Linked DNA regions of Mus musculus: region 2 is linked to region 1. Evidence: chromatin contacts called from public promoter capture Hi-C data. All regions are on one chromosome and are shown on one strand. The core of a region is the stretch at or near the end of the contact, and the rest is flanking DNA. Distances in the headings are between cores, read along the strand shown. Region 1 holds the start of Gstp2 (glutathione S-transferase, pi 2). Region 2 holds the start of Atg2a (autophagy related 2A).

Region 1 (7,181 bases), core at 1,591-4,090:
TCCACCAGGCCAGCCTCGGGTCACAGTTCCTTAGCCCATCCAAAGCCAGGGAATTAGCTCTGGCCTGCAGCCAGGTGTTGAGTATTCCTGGGACTGACTGGCAAATCAACATGGGGCCCCCTTCATTACATGTTGGTTCACTTTTCTTTCTTCCTTCCTTCCTTTCTTTCTTCCGTTCTTCCTTCCTTCCTTCCTTTCTTTCCTTTTTTGTCCCTGGTTTTTAAGACAAGGTTTCTCTGTATAGATCTGGCTGTCCTGGAACTCTGTACACTCCTACACTCTGAAGATCAGGCTAGCCTCCAACTCAGAAATCCACCTGCCTCTGCCTCACAAGTGCTGGGATTAAATGTGTGCGCCACCACTGCCCAGCTCATTCATATATATATGTGTGTGTGTGTATGAGAGAGTTGGGGTGGGGGTGGGGGTAGAGGCAGGGTTTCTCTGTGTAGCCTTGGCTGGCCTGGAACTCACTTTGTAGACCAGGCTGGCCTCGAACTCAGAAATCCGCCTGCCTCTGCCTCCCAAGTACTGAGATTAAAGGCATGCACCACTATGCCCACTGTTTTGTTTTGTTTTTTAGATTTATTTATTATATGTAAGTACACACCAGAAGAGGGCATAAGTTCTCATTATGGATGGTTGTGAGCCACCATGTGGTTGTTGGGATTTTAACTCAGAACCTCCTGAAGAGCAGTCAATGCTGTTAATTGCTGAGCCATCTCTCCAGCCCTAATTTCTCTTCTTCTTCTGCTCTTAACCCCTTCCTGTTTCAAAGGTCAGCAAATATTAAGCAGGAAGATGTCCTGGTCCCACCCTTATGTGCAAGTTTCCTGTCCTCTGCCCTTTTCCAGCCTGAGGGTCCCAGAGCCCCCTTTTCAACAGGAAACGGCACCAAAGACACCTCTTCTGTCTTACAAACTTTATTAGTGCTGGGAAAACGGGGACAAGAAGCTCTTGTCTCTTCAGTCCACTACTGTTTGCCATTGCCATTGATGGGACGGTTCACATGTTCCGGGGAGGACAGAAAGGCCTTGATCTTGGGCCGGGCACTGAGGCGAGCCACATAGGCAGAGAGCAGGGGGAAGTTGTCCAGGCAGCCAGGGGCCAGGACTTGGTGGATCAGCAGCAGGTCCAGCAAGTTGTAATCGGCAAAGGAGATCTGCAGGGGCAGGAGGTGTGGGTCTCAGCAGCTGGGAGGAGGCTGGGGCTGGGGGGCAGAGAGCTGAGGGCCCTCACCCCCACCTCCACCCCTTAGCTCTGCTCCACTTTACATATGGCTCCCTCTTGTCCTTATCCACAAGGCAAAGGCAATGCAAGAGATGCTCACCTGGTCACCCACGATGAAAGCTTTGCCTCCCTGGTTCTGGGACAGCAGGGTCTCAAAAGGCTTCAGATGCCCAGGCAGGGCCTTCACGTAGTCATTCTTACCATTCTCCTGCCAGGGAGACACCCAAAGATGTACCATCCTCCCACTGTCACAGTGCCCTGGGCACTGGACTCCTGCTGCCCTGTAATGAATTCCAGATATACCCCCCCCCCCAGGGACATGGCCTACCACTACCTACTTCCTGGGCTACCCTACCCCCCAGATTCAGGCTCACATAGTTTCTGTAGATCATGGTGCCATATTTGCCGCGAAGGTCCTCCACCCCATCATTCACCATATCCACCTGGGCGGCCTCCCTCTGGTTTTTCCCATAAAGCCCTGCGGGTTGGGAGAGACAGCATGACTGATCCCTGATTTCCTCAGGTATGTGGCTGTTGGTAGGTCGCAGTCTTGGGGGAGGGGATATGGGTAGTCATGTGAGACCTGAGCTCATGAAAGGCAACAGGAAGCCATGGCAGGCAGACCACAGATGCAGCCTGAACAAGGATAATCTCTGTGTGTCCCTGTTTTGCTCTGTCAACTCAAAACTAAAAAGGGAGTGGCCAGCTGGGCAGATACCCCCTGAAACAATAACTGATACCCCCCCCACCACCCTGCCCACCAGCTGGACCACCTGGGTTCAGGACTTACCCAAAGAGCGGCCAAGGTGTCTCAAGATGGCATTAGATTGGTAAAGGGTGAGGTCTCCATCCTCAAACTTGGGGAGCTGCCCATACAGCTGGAGGGAGGAACAAGAACCTTGGTGATGCTGCTGCCTCCCAGTCACAGCCCTCCTAAGGCCCTACCTCTGCCCCCTCCACTACGGGTGTCACTCACACAAGTGGGCTTGAGCAAGCCTTGCATCCAGGTATCTATGGTAACCACCTCCTCCTTCCAGCTCTGGCCCTGGTCAGCCAGCAGCATGCGCATGGCCTCACACCGCCCTGTATGGAGTCAGGGTAAGGATTTGGGGGATAGTGTAAAGGCCCAGCCTCAAAGCAATTTCGAGTACAAGGACTGACTGGCCATGGTGAGGGAAGTAGAGCCTTGCAACCAGGAGGATTAATGATGAATTGCAATTTCTCCATGGCAGATAGGAATGGTGGGCTGCAACCCCTACCCCAGACCTCCCCTTCCTGCAGTCATTAGCTCCTACCTGGACTTGGGAAGTAGACAATGGTGTACGGCGGCACTGGGGGACAGGAGAAGAATGTTAGGTAGAAGAAGGGGAATGATTAGGGTTCAGTGTGGTGCACTTTCCCGCTCCATCTCCCGGGTCCCTTTTCTGATTTGTTCCCCACACCCCGTCCCAGGCTCCTGGTGCAAAATGCCCGGTGCAGAGAGCTCAGTCCAGAGCGAGCCCTGGCCCCGACAGCTGCAAGCTGGTAGTTCGGGGAAGCTTCAGGGCGTGGACTCACTGGCTGCTGTGCAGAGAGAAGTGGGGATCAAGTGCTGAATAGTCAGAGAGGTGTCTCAGGGATGGAAGCAAACACAGGCCCCAGGACAGCCAGCCTTATAAGGGGCATTGCGCTCCGCCCCGGATGCCGCCCCGGATGCTGACTCAACACGTTGGAGAGAATAGCCGGTATTGGATCTCTGCAGCTCCCGCCTCCTGCCCGAGACACTAGCATGTGACCCGAGTCGGCCACAGTGCTGGGTTCATTTTTGAGTCCTGCTCCGAGAAGGGTGTGTCCAGCTCCCTTCCACTTTGTGCTGGAGCTGGACAGCTTTCTGCAGCATGTGCAACTCTGTCAGCCTTCTGCCTATCCCCATCTACCAACCTCTCTAGTAGATTCCGTTAGTGGCCATCCTTAACTCACCAACTTCTTTCTCCTGCCCAAAGAGCTTCGTTTGCTCCTTTGACCTTCGCTAGGAATAGCCAGAAAACTGCGCTTTTGTGTTCTTTATGTCAGAGATCTGAGGAGCTTCAAAAAGCGAAGAAAAATCAAGTGAAGAGACAAAGTTGCAGTTGTATGTCAAAAACCTTAGTTGGTGGTTCCTCGCCTTTCTGACATGGACTCTAGTTCTTCAGCCCTTCAAAAATAACAGCTGGAGAGATGGCCCCGATGTTCAAGGCATTTCCAGATCTTACACAGGACCCAAGTTCAGTTCCCAGAACTCAGCCAGGTAGCTCACAACTGGCTTGAACTCTGGAGCCAGATCTGACACTTGGGGCTTACTTGGGGACTGCACTCATTTGCACAAACAGAGACACATAATTTTTAAAAATAAAAAAAATAATAACAAAATAAACACCTGTCCCTAAAGGCTACCACACACAACCTCACTGTTACACACACCCAAGTGTGTGAGCCCACAACTGAGAGGGAGGGAGAGAGAGAGAGAGAGAGAGAACATCATATCACATCACATCACACTCTTCAGTCATGCCCTCTGGTGTTGAGGGGGCAGCTATGTCTTCCCTCAGGCTGGCTAAGGGCTGTTTCTTTCTTCAGTCTCCCCTTCCTTCCTTGCTTCTCCCTTCTCTGTGTCTCCCTGGGTAATGGGGATTTGGACTATTCAAGCAGTTGTAGGTAGCTACACCTGTGTCTCACTCTTTCCTCCCGCAGCCTGCCTGTCCTAGCTGGTGTCTGGTTCTTTTTTTTTTTTTTTTTTTTAAAGATTTATTTATTATATGTAAGTACACTGAAGCTGTCTTCAGACACTCCAGAAGAGGGCGCCAGATCTCGTTACGGATGGTTGTGAGCCACCATGTGGTTGCTGGGATTTGAACTCCTGACCTTCGGAAGAGCAGTCGGGTGCTCTTACCCACTGAGCCATCTCACCAGCCCTGGTGTCTGGTTCTTTTTCTTTATTTTCTTTCTTTCTTTCTTTCTTTCTTTCTTTCTTTCTTGTTCTTTTTTTTCACTTTTTTTCTCTTTTTTATTTTTATTTTTATTTATTTTTTTTTTTTGGTGTCTGGTTCTTGCTGGTCTGTCTCCTCCTCTTTCCCTACTCAGTTACTTCAAAGGAGCAGAAGTCAACTTCTCATTTTGAACTGAAATTCATGCAGAAACATTTTCCACGCCCAACCCTGCCCCTAGCCCCTCCCCAGGCTTTGACTCTGTGCCCTGTGGATCATAAAATACTGACCATTCCCCTTTCCCACAGCACAGTCCTGGCCTTTCTGCCCCTTCTATAGAGCACAGACATGTGTGGGGGCTAAGGGACTACTGGATTCCCAGTCCCTATTGGACCCCAGGCTGAGCCTGCCCTTTCTTATTGTGTTCATCTACTCCCCTCTCAGTTCCTGGCTGTATCTGGGATGCATCTGCATCCGTAGAACCTGGGACAGGTGTATATGCATGCACTGTAGCGTCACATTCTCAACTACTGTCAGCTCCCTCAGGCCCCAGTTTTCATCACTGAGGTTCTGGGCCTGTTGGGAGCTATTAAGACAACTCTTGATCTCTGAATTGGGCCTCTCCCCCGAGAAGAAAAGGGAGTCAAAAGCGGGCCACCACACACCGATTCTGAGAACAACCACAGAATGTTCCAGCCCTAAGTCATCACAGATGTCCCGACCAAACCCTGATACCACCAAGTTCCTGCTTCCCTGTGTAACTGCCTAAAAAATGTGCAAATTCTATTGCCCCCAGCCCCCCACTGATAAGTACTTCTCCTTTTGCTTGTATTGCCCCACCCCTCCTGCTGATAAGTATCTGTACTTCCCCTTTTGCTTGTGCATTTAAGCCTTGGGCCTTTCTCAATGCAGTGGGGTCTTGATGCAATTCAGAAGGTTTCCTTGTCATTATTCGCACAAGACCCTCGTCTCTCTCTACCCTCCCCCCCAATTTGGTTCTTAGGAGAAGGTCCCCTCAAGACCCTCGAAAAACTGGACCTGCTGGACGGGTCATGGGCCCTTCTTGTGTTCTTGAATTTTTTTTTTCTTGCCTGGTGGAAACTGCTAGCTCCTAACAGTGGGCTCTGTTTAGACTGCATAAGCTGGCCTTAAACTTGTAGCAACTCCTCTGCCTCAGTCTCTTAAGTGCTGGAACTACAGGTATATCACTGAACCTGTTACTCTGCTCTCAAAGATATAAAGGAAGAAGAAAATCTACACTCTAGCCCTCCCCCTCCCCCAACCCATACTTTGGGTTACTGCCTTATTCAGAGTATCTGGCCCAAGAACTAGAGGACTTTATGTAGTTATAAGTACAGATTTTTGACCTGTAATCCCATCACCTGAGAGACAGAGATAAGACTCCTAGTTAGCTAGTCAGACATGCTGGAATTGGTGATCTTGAGTTTATTTGGGATTCTGCCTCAATTAAAAAAAAAAAAAAAAAGGGCAGAGAGCCATTGAGGAGGGTGCCTGGTGTTGAAAGACCCTCGAGGGGAGACCCTCACTCAGACACTCAAGTCCCGGGACAGCCGCGTACCCAAGAAGACACTGAGACCATACATAAAATGTAGAAGGCAAGATTTAATAAAGCAGCGACATGAAAGCACACAGACCAGAGCTCTGGGGTCGAAATAAAGCAGCAACATGAAAGCACACAGAGCTCTGGGGTCGAAACTCATACACCTTTGCACAGGGTAGAGGAGTCTCGACGACCAGCCAAAATTTTTCACAGGCTTATATAGTAAAACTCAAAGGGGGAGAACTGGGCAGGGAAAGTACAAGTTTACATCACTAGGGAGTTCTGCCAAGGGACAAGGGGTTCTGCCAAAGGATTCTACGTAACTAAGGAGTACCTGGTTCATTTTGAGGTTGTTTCAGGAGGCCTTTATCTCAAAAATGTTCTTGGTCGAACTTTAGGGTGAGGAGTTTTGGGGTGAAAAGTTTAGGAGTGTTCCGAGAACAACCTTTAGATGGGAGGGGGTGGGCTCCGAGGTAAAAAGTTCATGTTCTCACAAGAGGCCAGTAATTTTTCATTCTTCAGTGTCAACTTCAGACCTCCACACACAGGTGTGCGCGTGTGAACATGCATTCATATACATGCAAACACACACATGTGCAAAAAGAGAACTGAGCTGGGCTGAGCTGAGTAAGATTATGTATGACTAGAATCCCAGCCCTCTGGAGGCTGAGGCGGGAGGATTGTGACTGCAAAGGAAACCCGACCTGAAGACTGAGGTACTGTCTAAAAATTACTTCCTAAAATCCTGGGGAGGAGGCCAGAGACTCTTCTGTTCCCACCAACGGTATGGAAGGAATCCCTGCATCTTCTCACCTGGAAGGAATCCAATCCCAGGGAGAGATGAACTCCAGTTCCACAGAGTGTGGTTTTCATGCCTGTGACACTCCAAAATACAGGAAACTGCCAGGAGGAAGCAGAAGGTGTGGCCCTGGGCCAGAGGCGGGCCAGCTTCCCTGGGCAAAAGGATGGGATATGTATGTTTGCGAGGGTTTTGTTGCTGAATCATAGTGACTTGACTAGATTGCTACAATTTATCCATTTACCAGCTGGGGCGCAGCTGAGCTCACAGGGATGATGGATTCAGCTGCCCGACGGGATTGCATATTAGTTGGGTAAACAGTAGAGCTCACGCTACGTGTGTAGTAGAGAGACAGCTGAGTCATGCCGGAAGAACACATTTCACTTGCTAAGATGCTGCCAAGGTAGCTGGAATGTTTTCCGCTTCCACCAGCATTGTGGAAGAACTCCTCCAACCTCCCCAGCGCGAAGCAACGAAGCAGCAGCAACAACTGCAGCTTTCTTTCGCCTTGCCATCCAAATGGATGTGGTGCTGCTCAGTGGTAGAGGGCTTGCCTTTTTTTTTTTTTTGCCTGAGGACTGAGCTTTGATTTCCAGCTGGACATTTTGTCGTGTTCTGTCTTGGTTGTGTTAACTTAGTTTCTTGTGTTGAG
Region 2 (7,181 bases), core at 2,577-5,076, 2.2 Mb after region 1:
TTCACAGAGATCTGTCTGTTTCTGCCTCTTATGCAGGGTGTGGTGTGCCACTACCACACCCTGTATACATACTTACACAGTTTGTATATTTTGACCCAGGGTCTCTTTATATAGTCCTGGCTTTTCCTGGAACTCACAATGTAGGCCAGGCCAGCCTGGAATCCACAGAACCTTTCTCTGACTAGCAGGTGCTGAGATTAAAGGTGCAGGACAACCAGTCTGGTTATTTCACTTTGTAGCCCAGGCTTACCTAAAGCTCACAATGTAGCCCAGGCTGGTTGATTCACAGCCAACCCTCTGCTTCTCTTTCTCAGCTGCTGGGCTTGCAGGTGTGAGCTACTACATCTACTTTATTAGTAGTAGTTAATTTTAAAATTTATTTATAGTTAATCTTATTGATTGACTGATTGATTGATTGATTGATAGCCCAGGTAGCCGAGAGACCATTAGCCTTTAAAAAAATTTTTTTTAATTTACTGTATATAGATGACTACACTGTAGCTGTCTTCAGACACACCAGAAGAGGGCATTGGATCCCATTGCAGATGGTCGTGAGTCACCATGTAGTTGCTGGGATTTGAACTCAGGACCTCAGTGCTCTTACCCTCTGAGCCACCTCTCCAGCTGGCCTGAGCCTTTTATGTCGCAGAGGATAACTTTCAACTTGATTCTTCTGCCTCCACTTCCCAGTGATGACAAATTTGGCGTCACCGAGTCCAACTCACTTCTCTTGGATGCTCTCTAAAGACCCTACTACATAATGAGCGGCCGAGCTGCCATCGGAACAGAAAGGTGGAGGATGTGAACAAGTCAAAGTCACAGCCCAGTGTGAGTATTTGTTTAGTGTGTACAAGGACCTGGGTTCAATCCCCAACACTGCTAAAAACAAAACAACCCAAACAGCAACAAATAACAAACAAAAGAATAAGTAAAATAAAAATAGAATCTCCTGTTGGGCCTGATGTAGCATGCCTGAAGTTTCAGCACCCATGATAAATGACAGCAGAGGATTAGGAGTTCAAGGCCAGCCTTGACTACAGCTTTTGAGCAGCCCAAACTATCAGACCTGGTCTTGAAGCACAGAGATTAACAATTTGCATTTGGCTTAGGACCCCAGGAAAGCAGACCTGGCCTCTAGGTTCTCCCAGCATCCCTCAGTTCCTTCCTGGCATACCCTGCCCTCAACCTTGAACTTTCCAGCCTAGAGGCTCTTGCCTATAGAGTCCAGACATTTTGGTCTCTCTCTTCTCTTTCTCTCCCTGCTCTCTCCCCCCCACCCCCACCCCAGCCCTATGGTGACTCACCTGGCCTCAATCCTTGGGGCCAGTGAACTCACCTGATTGCAGCTTCCCAATAAACCTGCTTTTAATATAATCTAATCTGCCTTGAATTGGCTCTTGTCACTGGCAGTGGGGAAACAATCTATCACCTACCAAGAGCTGAGAAGAAGCCAAGTCTCTCCCCTAAGCCAGGATTTTTGCTTATGCCATTGTTTGTTTGTTCATTTGTTTTTAAAAAAGGGTCTTTCAGGGCTGGAGAGATGGCTCAGTGGTTAGGTACACTGACTGCTCTTCCAGAGTCCTGAGTTCAGTTCCCAGCAACCACATGGTGGCTACTGTAAAGTGATCAGATTCCCTCTTCTGGTGTGTCTGAAGACAGCTACAGTGTGCTTATATACATAAAATAAACAATCCTCTTATAAAAGAAAGAGAGAAAGAAAGGGAAAAAGAAAGAAAGGGTCTCTCTGAGCTGGGTGTGGCAGTGTCTTGGGTGGGAGGCAGAGGCACGTGAGTTGAGGCCAGCCTGGACTACAAAGTGGGATCCAGAAAGTGTCCAGTCAGGGCTGTGACACACACAGAGAAATCCTGTCCTGAAAAACCATAAAGGGGGGTGGGGGGCCATTTTTAGCTGCCAGGCTGTAGGAAAGAGGAGATCCCAGTTTATGGAAAGTTGAATTATTGATTTTAGGATTAGACATATGAAAAGCCATTATTTCAGAGAGGACCCCAACAAACCACAGAAGGGAGGGACCTTAATCTGCTGTGCATTCCTTAAATGGGAGGGGAAGAGGAGGGAAAAAAGACCTTCCTGGTGATGGGCTAAACAACCTTCATAATCCTATTTTCTACCTCTTAAATTGGGAACACTAGCAAACCAAATGAAAATGAGGACATGGCCACTCGAAAGTACAGCTGAGGAGAAGGCATGGGTTCCTTGTGGATGCAAGGAAGAGAACAGCCAGAGGCATCTGGAAGAGTCCAGAGCAGGGAGAGAGGGGAGCAGGGGTGCAGAGAAAGCAAAGAGGGCAAAGAAATGAACCTCCAGGGCTGGAGAGGTTAGGGGACAGGGTCTGCCAGCCAGGATGACTCTGTACCATGTACTTATGAGTAGGGACTCAGGTAGCCCAAGAGGTTAGCATGGACCTTGATAGATATACATTAGGCACCAAAGACTCTCATTGATGTGAGTCATAGTCCCTTTTGCCAGAGATAAGCAGAATGGCTCCTCTTAGCAAGTAGGAACTATCATCCCCCACTCCACCCCACCCCACCCTGCAGGACCGGGTTTCTCTGTGTAACCTTGGCTGTTCTGGAACTCCCTCTGTAGACTAGGCTAGCCTGGAATTCAAAGACTGGCTTGGTGTATGTCCCTGAGGGAATCCTCACTTTTGTCTAAATGTCTGAATTTGGGAAAAGGAATTTCTTGGGGACCTGACAGAATTTTTAAAAAGAGAGAAATGGGTGTGTGTGTGTGTGTGCCTTCAATCCCAGATTTTAGAAGCACAGGCAGATGCATCTCTGATTTCAAGGATAGCCTGGTCTACAGAGCGTTCCAGGACAGCCAGGCTACACAGAGAAACTTTGTCTCGGAAAAAACAAAAAACAAAAAAAGGAAAGAACAAGGAAGAAGAAAGAAAAAAAAAAGTGGAAACAAATAGTGCCTTTTTAGGGAGTTGTTAACAATAATGGATAAGATAAGCGGCTAGGAGGAGTGGGGAGAGGGGTTTTGTGGAGGCAAACTGGGAGGAATAACATTTGAAATGTAAATAGATGCCTGGCAGTGGTGGTGCACGCCTTTAACGCCAGCACTTGGGAGGCAGAGGCAGGCTTTAGAGGCCAGCCTGGTCTACAGAGTGAGTTCTAGGACAGCCAGGGATACACAGAGAAACCCTGTCTCGAAAAACATACAAACAGAAATGTAAATAGATAAAATAACAAATAAGCAAATGAAAAAAGATAAAGGACTAAAGCAAGTTTCATAGGGCTGGGCGTGATGATGTATGCACGCCTTAAATTCCATCATAGAGAGGCAGAGGCAGGAGGATCCTATGAGTTCAAGGCCAGCCTGGACTACAGTGTGAGTTTCAGAACCGCCAAATACAGAAAAGCTTGTCTCCAAAAAAAAAAAAAAAAAAGTTTTATAAAAGTGCAAATGTGCATTTGTTGCCAAAAGATAGACTGCAAAATTCGCACTGACTTTACTCCTCTGATAAGCTTGTCTACAAATTGGGTGAGTCACTGTTCCTTTAAATTCTTCCCAATCACCTAAAAAAAAAAAAAAAAAGTTGGACAAATCGGCACATGCGCACTCTTCCTGGCCCGGACTGTCGCCCTACGGTTGCAGCCTTTCCGCAGCTTGAAGCAAGGAGGTTAAAGGTCCTCCCACTCAGAATTTACGCGCAAGCGTAAACTACGATTGGGAGCATTTCATCTCGCAAAGAGCCCAGTCCCTTTTTCGCTCTTCAAGGCTCCGCCTCCCGCGGCCAATCAGTGGGCCTCGCCCTTCGCAATGACCAATGGCAGCGAGCGTGGGGGCGTGGTTGGGCGTCCGGGGGCGCGGCCTGGCGCTGAGAGAAGCGGCGGGGCGAACCGGGGGCTCTAGTGAACAGCACAGCCGGACCGAGATCGCCGGCTGTCGGCCAGCGGAAGCGGCTCGGGCCCGGCGGTCCCCGAGATGTCACGATGGCTGTGGCCATGGTCGAACTGTGTGAAAGAGCGTGTCTGCCGCTACTTGCTACAGCACTACTTGGGTCACTTCTTTCAGGAGCACCTCAGCCTGGACCAGCTCAGCCTGGATCTGTACAAGGGCAGCGTTGCCCTGCGGGATATTCACCTGGAAACCTGGGTGAGGAGGCAGGGCAGAGGTGGGATGGTGTGGAGAGAGGGAGCACGGGCCAGCGAAGGGTCCTCGCGGAAGGTTTGGGCTGGAGGACAGGCACCGTGTTTGGAGAGGCCAGTGGGTCTCGACCGCCTCCGCCAGGCCCCCTGGCTGGCCCGTCACCACTTAACCAGAAGCTAGGAGAGAAGTCTCTGTCTTCACCTCTCTAGGAGAGACAGACTAGGAAGTGAGGTGTTACTTTAAAAAAAAAAATGTCACCATCATCATACGGAGTTTGGGAGAGCTGCTTGGGGAAGGGGATTCCCGGGAGCTAGGGGAGCAGAGAGATGTTGTGGGGAGCCAGGCAGTAACAAGAGCTGGAACTAGGGTAGTCAGGGAGGCTTTGGGGGTGTTAAGAGCCCTGCCAGGGGCACCTGTAGAAAGATGTGTCCTGACCTCCTCACCCCATGATCCTGGGCATAAGGGGTGGAGATCGCCCCCGGATGTGGATGTCAACAACAGCGTCACTGCCTTCTGTGTTGATCCACACCTCGTGTGACTGTTGCTGCTCTCTACTTCCTGCTTTTGGGAGAGTGGGAGGGGCCTAGCTTGGGTTTAGGGAAGGACTTGGTCTCTGGCATCTCTACCTGGAGGGCAGCCCTCCAGGAGAGGTGTAGAGGTTTAGCTTCAGGCTAGCTGGGGTGGGGGATGGGAGGAGAAGCTGGGCCTGATGCTCAGGAGGTCTGAGGCCTAGGGTATGGAGTTGAGCAGGAGGCTGGGGGTGGCAGGTGAGGGGCATTGACTCACAGCTGATGGCTGGGAGTAGCCAAGGAGCCACCAATTAGAGGCTCCAGCTAAGGGCTGGTATGGGGTCATCCTAGCTCCAAGAGCAGTAGAATGGGCATGTGGCAGGGCTGGCCTCTTTCTCTTTTCTAGCTGGCCTATGGGTCTGCAGCTTCACTTAGAAAGAGCTAGAGGTGAGCCATGCCTTTGGGAACAAATATGGGTTGAAGAGATGGTGGCATCTTCTAATGGCCTGGTATAAGAGGTGTCTGACCTTCGCCTCTTAAACCGCTCAGAAAAATATCCAACATCTGGGTGTTCCCTTTTTTTTTTTTTTTGCTTTCAGCCAGAATGCCTTCTCAGTCCACTCTCTTGTTTCTTTTTTTTTTGGGAGGGGGGGCTGTCCAGGGCCCTGGCTGTTTTCTAGCCTCTCCCAGACAGCCCAGGCACCTCACTTAAGCCCACCCCTCTCTGCTCTTCACCCTACAACCCTACCTTGAAGGCATTCCAAGCAACTACATGGTCCAAGGACCAAGTTGAGCCCTTCCCAGCCTCAGCTTTCCTGGTACCTGGAGTGACTAAGACAAATGCCTAGGCCTCAGTGTCCCCATCAATAGAAGAGGAAGGTTGACTCAACCTCTGCTTGCCTCTGGCTCTGGCCTTGTTTGTTTATCCGTGGGCTCAGCGGGTGTTTACCGAGTACTACCCAGAGCACCTGGGTTCTTAGGGAGAAGACTAGTGACTCATGGCCTCAGGCGTTCCCAGGCCGACAGGGATACAAACCCAGCACAGCATCCCCTTCCTATGTCTTGATTGTATAGCTCTACTGTGGGTCTAGGACTGGGGTCATTTGGCCTTGGATCAATCCCTCTCCTGGACCTAACCTTGAACTCTGCCTGTCTAGGATGAAGATGTGTTACTTGCTGCTCTTGACTAGGTCTCTCTGCTTCTTCTCATGCCTGGGGTGGGCCAGCATCCTACTTCCTCCACCTGGCTGCTTCCTCCTCACTCTGGCTCACCTTTGGGGTGCTGCTGGGTTATATGCAGGTTCTGCTCACCCTTGCCTAGTGCTCAGTGACTCCGAGTCAGAGCCTGGCATTCTGAGACCCTGGCTACAACCTAGCCAGGCTGGGAGACGAAGGCACTCATTATCTATCCCTGCAGCCTCTGGTTGCCACATAGAAGGTGCTCAGAATCTCGTATACCATGTAGCCCAGGTTGGCCTCTAGCTCAGCATATACAGCTTTGACCTCCTGATCTTCTGGCCTTTGCTTCCCTAGTGTCAGGACCACGGTGAGCCTCACCACATCCAGTTGTACTCTGCTGGAGATGGAACCCAGGGCTTACTGCATGTTGGGCAAGCACTTAACCAACTGTATACCAGGCTGGCCTAGATCTCCAGACAGTCCACCTGCCTATGCTTCCTGAGCACTGGGGCTAAAGGCATGCAGGCTACCACACCCCGCAGTAAATAGAGTTTTGAAGCAAACATAAGAAGGAAACTTCTTAGCTGGCCCAAAGGGCTGAGCACTGTCTAGTGAGACAGAAACAGGTCAGGGCCTAAGGGAAGGCCTTGTAAGTAGCAGAAAGAAGGATGACCATGCCAAGAGTGCTCTCCAAGACAGTGGCTGTGTGAGACTGTGGCAGGTAGCCATATTCAGAGTCTTGGTGAGCTGATTTTTATTTCCCTTGCCTCTTACCCAGTCTGTGAACGAGTTTTTGAGGTCAATGGAGTCACCACTGGAACTGGTGGAAGGCTTTGTGAGCTCCATCGAGGTGGCTGTCCCCTGGGCTGCACTTCTCACTGACCACTGCACTGTGTGTGTGTCAGGCCTTCAGCTTACCCTGCAGCCCCGCCAGGGTTCAGGTGAGAGCAGGGTAAGACCACAGGGGAGGCAGTTGCTGGGGATGGGCCCAGGAGAGTCGGGGCCCTTTTATCCTGACTCCCTTGTTCTTTTCCACAGGACCAGGGGCTGCGGACTCTCAGAGTTGGGCCTCATGCATGACCACAAGCTTGCAGCTGGCTCAAGAGTGCCTTCGGGAAGGGTTGCCAGAACCCTCAGAACCACCACAGCCCCTGGAGGGGCTGGAAATGTTTGCACAGACCATTGAGACTGGTGAGCAGGTCCCTACTGCTAGGCTGTTCTTGGGCCCTCCAGTCTACAGGACAGGGACCTCAGATAGTAATACGGTGGCCACCTTCCTACCCAGGCTGGCAGGAACTTGCCTTGCTTCCCAATGCCCCACCTAACTCTAGACACCCTCCCTCCCTCCCTGCCTGCCTGCCTTCCTTCCTTCCT

What was found. Capture Hi-C pulls out chosen DNA fragments and counts their contacts.
Region 2: a contact with region 1 is called in a promoter capture Hi-C map of adipose tissue, with 2.5 times the contacts expected there. A contact is called at or near these places in 2 of 39 promoter capture datasets (liver and pre-B cells) and 1 of 9 other capture datasets (adipose tissue).

What each region holds. Positions count from the first base shown.
Region 1 is chr19:4,039,381-4,046,561 of GRCm38.p6, forward strand. It overlaps Gstp2 (glutathione S-transferase, pi 2), which reads right to left and starts at 2,841. Exons shown (of 7, transcript NM_181796.2): 1 at 2,785-2,841; 2 at 2,523-2,558; 3 at 2,204-2,310; 4 at 2,018-2,105; 5 at 1,602-1,705; 6 at 1,328-1,435; 7 at 908-1,159. The coding sequence starts at 2,785. The coding sequence ends at 971.
Region 2 is chr19:6,237,842-6,245,022 of GRCm38.p6, forward strand. It overlaps Atg2a (autophagy related 2A), which reads left to right and starts at 3,827. Exons shown (of 40, transcript NM_194348.3): 1 at 3,827-4,125; 2 at 6,586-6,748; 3 at 6,846-6,998. The coding sequence starts at 3,955.